Regions from separate parts of the Sus scrofa genome. Here region 1 is linked to region 2. A link is a contact called in public Hi-C data. All regions are on one chromosome and are shown on one strand. The core of a region is the stretch at or near the end of the contact, and the rest is flanking DNA. Distances in the headings are between cores, read along the strand shown. Region 1 holds the start of VPS16 (vacuolar protein sorting-associated protein 16 homolog). Region 2 holds the start of FASTKD5 (FAST kinase domain-containing protein 5, mitochondrial).

Region 1 (3,017 bases), core at 516-3,015, 310 kb before region 2:
TGAGGAAGTAGAAGCGCACAAGGTGGTGACCAGAACCCGAGCAGAACTGGCGGACCTCCCGGTACTGTGTCCCATTGTGCAGTTCGCCCAGCTGACCTCCAGCCACCAGCTGGTCCTGTTCAAAGCTCAGCTCCCCCTGCCCACCCCCCCGCACAAGCTGGTCAGACCCAGGCCAGAAGGAGGAGGACCCTACCAGGCCAGGATCTGGGCCTGCCCATCACTGGCATGGCCACCAAACGTCCCTCACCTTGGCTTTCAGCTGGGCAGCTGTGAGCAGTGAGTCTTTCTGGAGCAGGAGCACTAGGTCCTTATACACAGCCCGCTGGACTGCAGGGAGACCGAGATCCTGAGGCTGAGAAAGGCCTCACTCCATCCCAGCTCCTTCCAAATCCAGGCCTCCCATCATCCCAGGGCTGGGACTGCCCAAGACCACCTTTGTGGAGGGTTAACTTAGAGGCAGGAGAAAAGGTGAGGTTACAAAGTCCTGGCATTGCCCAGTTACCTCTAGCTGTACACCACTCCTCAACTTAATATGCAGTGACCCAAGATCACCTGGTAGAAGTAAGTCTGTCAAGTCACCCAAGAGACAAATACAACCCACCGCTTCCATGAGGGGAATTTGTGGAGGACTGTCAGGAAGAAAAATGCTGAGCAAGGAAGGGGTGAAAAGCTTGACAAGCTACATCTGTCAGGACATCTACAGAAGTCGTTGGGAAAATGAAAAGAGAAAACCTAGTGGACTGGAACAGACTAAGGATCAGGAAGGAAGTTTGAGATGGTGACAAAGGGGCCAGATGCAGAAAACAGGCTGCAGGTGCGGGACTGGGAAGTGTGATTCTAGAAGGGCACTCACTTGAGTCCCCCAAGATGACCACGAACTTGTTGTGTAGTAGCTGCTGAACTTCCGAGGCCTGGAAATGGACCATGGTGCTTCGCAGCCGGCGGCGCGGCTCGTTGTTCTCCAGGCAGAAGACCATGCCGCCGCAAGAACGACGGGCTGCAGGGAGTGGCCACTAAGCCACGAGAGGGCCAGCACTCAGGGCAGGTTGGCCTCACAGCCCACCCCGAGGTAAATGAGACCTGCTCTGGCCCTTCTCGGGGTGCTCAGGGCTACAGGGTCCAGGTGGAGGCAGCAGAGTGGGGTCCATGGTGGCACCGACCTCCATACACTTGGCACAGGAGGTCGCCAGGCCCTTGGGCCTCGCGTACACCGAAGCGCTTCCAGAGCCGCGCCACCCTGCGCACTGCCTTGTGCCCGCCGCCTCCCCGCGCATGCGCGTGCGCTCTCTCGCGCCGATTACCGAGTCCCGGGGCTCCGCGCCGTTCACCAGCTACCCGGGCAGGCCCGCCAGCGCGCCTTGCCCGCGGCGGGCTCAGGGCTGGATTTCATGTTCCCGCGCCCGAGGAGGCCGATCGGTTCAGCACTGCCTCTGCCCCGCAGGGGCTGTGCGCCCCGGTTAGCGGTCGGTGCGAGGCCCGACGCCCAGCGCTCTCCATGCAGGAGTCGCGGAGGCCCGACGGCGCCTCGGGCCTCCGGACCCCAGGCGGCGACGTTCACAACTCCCACTTCCGGTCACCCATGTCCCGCCCTGCCCGACCCCGCAACACCCGAGGGGACGATAGTGCGGCGGGGCGAGCCGCCGCAGGGAGCAGGAGCCAGGGCCGGGCCCGCCCGGGCGGCCGCCAGGCCCGGGCGTGGGCGGGGACGCGGCCGCAGCCAAGTGCAGCCGCCCACAGTGGGGATGGTTGTGGCGGCAGCCTAGACACGTGACCCAGACGGGCGGAAGCGGAAGTGGAAGTGCCCTTCTGGAGCCCGCACTAGGCGGGTGTCCGCTCCGCGCTGGCCAGCCACCTCCTGCACTGGCCATGGACTGCTACACCGCGAACTGGAACCCGCTCGGGGACTCTGCCTTTTACCGGTGAGCCGCCCCGCCCTGCCTCCCACGGCCCACCTTACCTTGCTCGCTAGCTGGCTTAGTCTCCGGGCGGAGCCGGCAGCGTAAGTCCCCGTCTCTACGGGCGCTGGGGTCCGCCCCTCGCCGGTTCTATCCCGGCGTCTACCACTTAACGCACAGCAGCCTAGGGCCCGGCCTTCCCCTGTTCCCGAGAAAGAAACTAAGGCACACCCGGTGGTCACACAAGGAGGGGTACAGCCCAGCGGTGAAGTCCAGGACTGTCAGCCTCCATAAGGATGCTTGGATCACGTTGAGGGTGGCCGCCCACAGGTGACAGTGAGCGCCGAGTCTCCTGCCAGGAGGTTCTGCGGAAATCAGACCACAGGGGCGCTCCTAGGGGGGAGTAGACCTCACGGCGGGAAGGGTAACAGTGCTAACCAAGACTGGGAGAAGGAAGCGAGTCGTCAGGGAATCCAGGGACAGGGCGAATGAGGACCCCATGTTGGAGCAACCCTTTCATGGGAGTCGTAGAGCCCTAAACCACTAATCTTTCTAAAGTGTACACCAATAACGTCATTACCCTGGTTAGGATTTTTTTCAGTGACTTCTCTTTGAAGTAAGATAACGTACAAATTTCTTTTGTGTTATAGCTGTATAACTTCAATCTCATTTGCCTTTTTCCTACCGAGTCTGTGTTCCAGTTGCAAAGAACAGGGCTCCCACACAGCACAATGTTAAAAGGCTCCCTGTGTTTGCTCTAGCCTGTGGTTCCTAATGCAGGACCTGCCTTTTCCCTCTTTACCTCACTGGAGAATTTTTGCTCATCCTTCAGAACTTAGTTAAAGGGTTCTTTCTGAAACTTTCCCTGATCTAATCTCAAAAGAGTTGACTTTCACCTGACCTTCTCTTTGGGCCTCACAGGACCCAGTGCTAGGGTCTGTTATGAATGACACAGTAGGGAAATATTTGTATAGGTTTCTTCTGCTAAACCAAATTCCTTGAGGGCTGAGAGCATATTTCTTGTATCTCTTTATCTTCAATGCATATTTAGAACGGTGTCTCCTATGTAGTAGTTGCCTAATAAAGTTTTTTTTTTAAGACTGTTGATTGTGACTAAAGATC
Region 2 (3,138 bases), core at 542-3,041:
CATAGCTGCAGTAACACCAGATACTTTAACCCACTATGCTGGGCCTGGGATGGAACCTGTGTCCCAGTGCGCCAGAGAGGGAACTCCAGAGCCACTGCTCGTAAAAGGTTTCATAAAACTCTTATCTGTAGGAGTTCCGCTGTGGCACAGTAGGTTAAGAATCTGACTTCGGCTGCCTGGGCTGCTGCTGAGTATGGGTTTGATCCCTGGCCTGGCACAGTGGGTTCATTGCCCCAGCTGTGGCATAGGTCGGATTCAGTCCCTGGACTGGGAACTTCCATATGCTTCAGGTGAAGCCATAAAACAAAAAACGCTACTTTTAGAAATTTCTGGGTACAACGGTAGAGAGCAGACACTCATGTCCTCTCAGCCCATCTAAATGGGACTATGAGAAGACTGACAAAATCCAGACAGGTAAAGTATCTGCACCCAGAATCATGTGAAAAAAATTCCAAATTAACAGTCCAAATATCTATCACTGTTAGCATAACCAAACATTTGGTTGTATCTGCTTTCCTAGATTTGCAAGGCCACATAGTATTCAGAATTCCTTGGTATCAAAGCTGACTTATATGCATGATGAATGGCAGAGCCTTGTTGGGGACCAGAAAAAATAAACCAATGAATGGGGCAGAAAGCCACACTGACAAATAAATTAAATCTGCATAACTGCCAAAGGCCTCAGATATATTATGCAGCACAGAGTCTCTGATTTTCATTTTGGTCTCCCAGGCAGCAGCTTCATCTCAGGCTTGCCCAAGGCCATTCACATTAGGGAGTCACAGAACCTCGTTCTGGAAAAGTGACTGTTCTTATCATTCACAAAGTGTGAGCAAAGTGCAGAAAACATGAGTTCAGATTCCAGCAGCAAATTACTAAAACACAAAACATTAGCCATGCTGGTGCTAAAGCGCTGGGCTCCAGCTCCACAGTCCAAGTGAGTGGGCAGTGAAGCATCACCTGAGGAAGCCCATGAACATAACTGGTATGAAGAGGGCCCCAAGCTCCATGAGTCAGGACAGAAGAGCTGTGTCATGATTTGTATGGAAGGAGAAAAGACAGTTGTTTTTCTTATCCCTAGAAAGAAAAAAAGGAAGAGGGCTAAAAATACCACCCTTAGGCTTGTGCAATCAGAAACTGTTAAAAAATGGGTTTAAGTGCATACACTGTATTGATATTTATTTAAGACTCAACCTGTCGCAGGTACTAAGCGAATATCGCGGGGCCTTTGCTGCTCAAAGCGCGGGCTGCGGAGCAGTGGCCTCAGCCTCACCTGGAAGCTGGTGAGAAACGCAGAATCGCAGGCCTCATCTCAGATTTACATACAAAATCAAAATCTTCAGATCCCCAGGTGATGCGCATGCATATGAAGTATAGTAAGAGGAGCCGCTGAGCATCTCACTACATTCTCACAACAGACCAGGGGGGCGAGTACTGCCATTACCTCCGTCTCATAGCGGGAAAAAAAATCGAGGTTCTGGTAAGACGTTTGGGCAAGGTCACAGGACTCCGGGTCGCCGATGTTCTCCCTAAAGCCGGGCCTGCGACAGCCTGGGCCGGGAAGCACCGCGCCCGGCCTCCGCGCACGCCCGGTGCCGAGAGGCGCTGGCCAAGGCCCACGTCGGCAGAGAGCGCCGCTACGACCTCCTCCCCGGCCGCCGCCACTCACCTGAGCCTGGCAAGCGCCGGCGCTGCAACACCAGACCCCACTCCCGCAGACGGCGGCTCCGCGGCCACTTCTTCGGCTACACCTGGGCCTCACAGCTCCACTTCCGGCCAAATGCCCGCTACTTCCGGCCGCTACGTGAGCGACGGGTGCGGCCAAGGCTCAAAACTCTTTCAGCGTTTCCCAGGGACGTTCCCTAGCGTCTCCCAGAGATTCTGCGGAAGGACGTTGCTGAAGAGACAAGGGGAATCCAAGACCTGAGGAGAGGAAACACCACCGTGGATGGACCGCTCTGGAAGTTACCGAATAGCCTAAACACAGGTTCGAATCTCAGATCGCTACTGAGAGTTTTATGGCTTTGGGGAAGTCACGTAAATCCTCTAAGCCAAGTTTCTCATCTGTATAATGAGGTAATCATGCATTTATAATAGAGATGTATCTACAAAGTGCTCTCAGGAGGAGAGTTAGTGATGGATAGAAGATTACCCTGTTAGGGGAAATGGATGTGAGGAGCTGAATAAGGAGGCCAGAGCTTTGACAGATGAACCCAGGTGATCTTCCACCTCCCCAAGAAGGCGGGGGCGGGGGCGGGGGCCTTCTTTCCTCCTGAGTGGGTATGGACAGCTAGGCAAGGAAGAGACACTCGAGACTTTCCAGGAGGACTTGACCCCAGACAGCCGTTCCTAGGCGCACTGGAGACTGCTGATCAGGGTGGTCACACCTTGTCTGTGCCTTGGCTGCTGGTCCGCCCATCCTGAGGGAACCTGAGAAATGGTGCTTCCTCCAGGGAACCATCTTGATGGGGAGACAAAATCAATTGTAGGAAGGACACTTCCTTGCAAGGAGGGGCAAGCTTGGCATCTCAATACCTAAGCTCTGTGGAGGACACTGTTTGGGACACCGCTGCTTGGAGAGGGTTCTCTCACTTGGGCCAGACCAGGGCAAACACTGGGAGTTGCCGATTTATGACTCTGTCCTTGCCGTCAGAACCCAGAGCGCCCAGGAGATGAGATGAACCGTAATTGCTCCTAGGCAGCCATAACAATCCTGATCGTCTTTGCCAAATACTCAATTTCCCAGCCTCCCTTGAAGTGGGAAGAGCCTATGACTCAGCTCTAGCCCACAAAATTTAAAGGGAACGGTGCTGTGGAACTTCTGGGAAAGGTTTTACTTTCATGATACAGTGCTGCTGCCTCATTCACTTCACAGAGCTGTGGCTGCCGCCTTGTGGTAAAGAGGGAACAATGTGCCACAGATAGTGTAGGAAGGCAAGAAGTCTAGGTCCTTAATGAACCAAGCCCTGTGACACTATTGATGCCTATGTTCAGACTTTTTATCAGGTGAGGATGAATAAACCACTCTTTGAGGTCCTGTAACTCAGGCTGCATTACTTGTAGCAGAGTACATTCTTGCTTGGGGAGCTTCATGAGGATGAGCAAAGGAATGATCATAAAAATCTGCTCCCTCCTTGA

What was found. Hi-C and Micro-C count contacts between places; a contact is called where the count stands out from the background.
Region 1: a Hi-C map of fetal skeletal muscle shows a contact between it and region 2, with 2.6 times the contacts expected there. The contact joins the promoter of VPS16 here to the promoter of FASTKD5 in region 2. A contact is called at or near these places in 1 of 5 promoter capture datasets (liver) and 1 of 47 Hi-C or Micro-C datasets (fetal skeletal muscle).

Annotation. Positions count from the first base shown.
Region 1 is chr17:32,824,722-32,827,738 of Sscrofa11.1, reverse strand. It overlaps VPS16 (vacuolar protein sorting-associated protein 16 homolog), which reads left to right and starts at 1,765. Exons shown (of 24, transcript XM_003134328.4): 1 at 1,765-1,919. The coding sequence starts at 1,867. It overlaps PCED1A (PC-esterase domain containing 1A), which reads right to left and starts at 1,558. Exons shown (of 8, transcript NM_001243864.1): 1 at 1,302-1,558; 2 at 854-1,013; 3 at 248-327; 4 at 1-136. The coding sequence starts at 977.
Region 2 is chr17:32,519,278-32,522,415 of Sscrofa11.1, reverse strand. It overlaps FASTKD5 (FAST kinase domain-containing protein 5, mitochondrial), which reads right to left and starts at 1,791. Exons shown (of 2, transcript XM_021078352.1): 1 at 1,670-1,791. It overlaps UBOX5 (RING finger protein 37), which reads right to left and starts at 1,804. Exons shown (of 6, transcript XM_001925847.5): 1 at 1,670-1,804.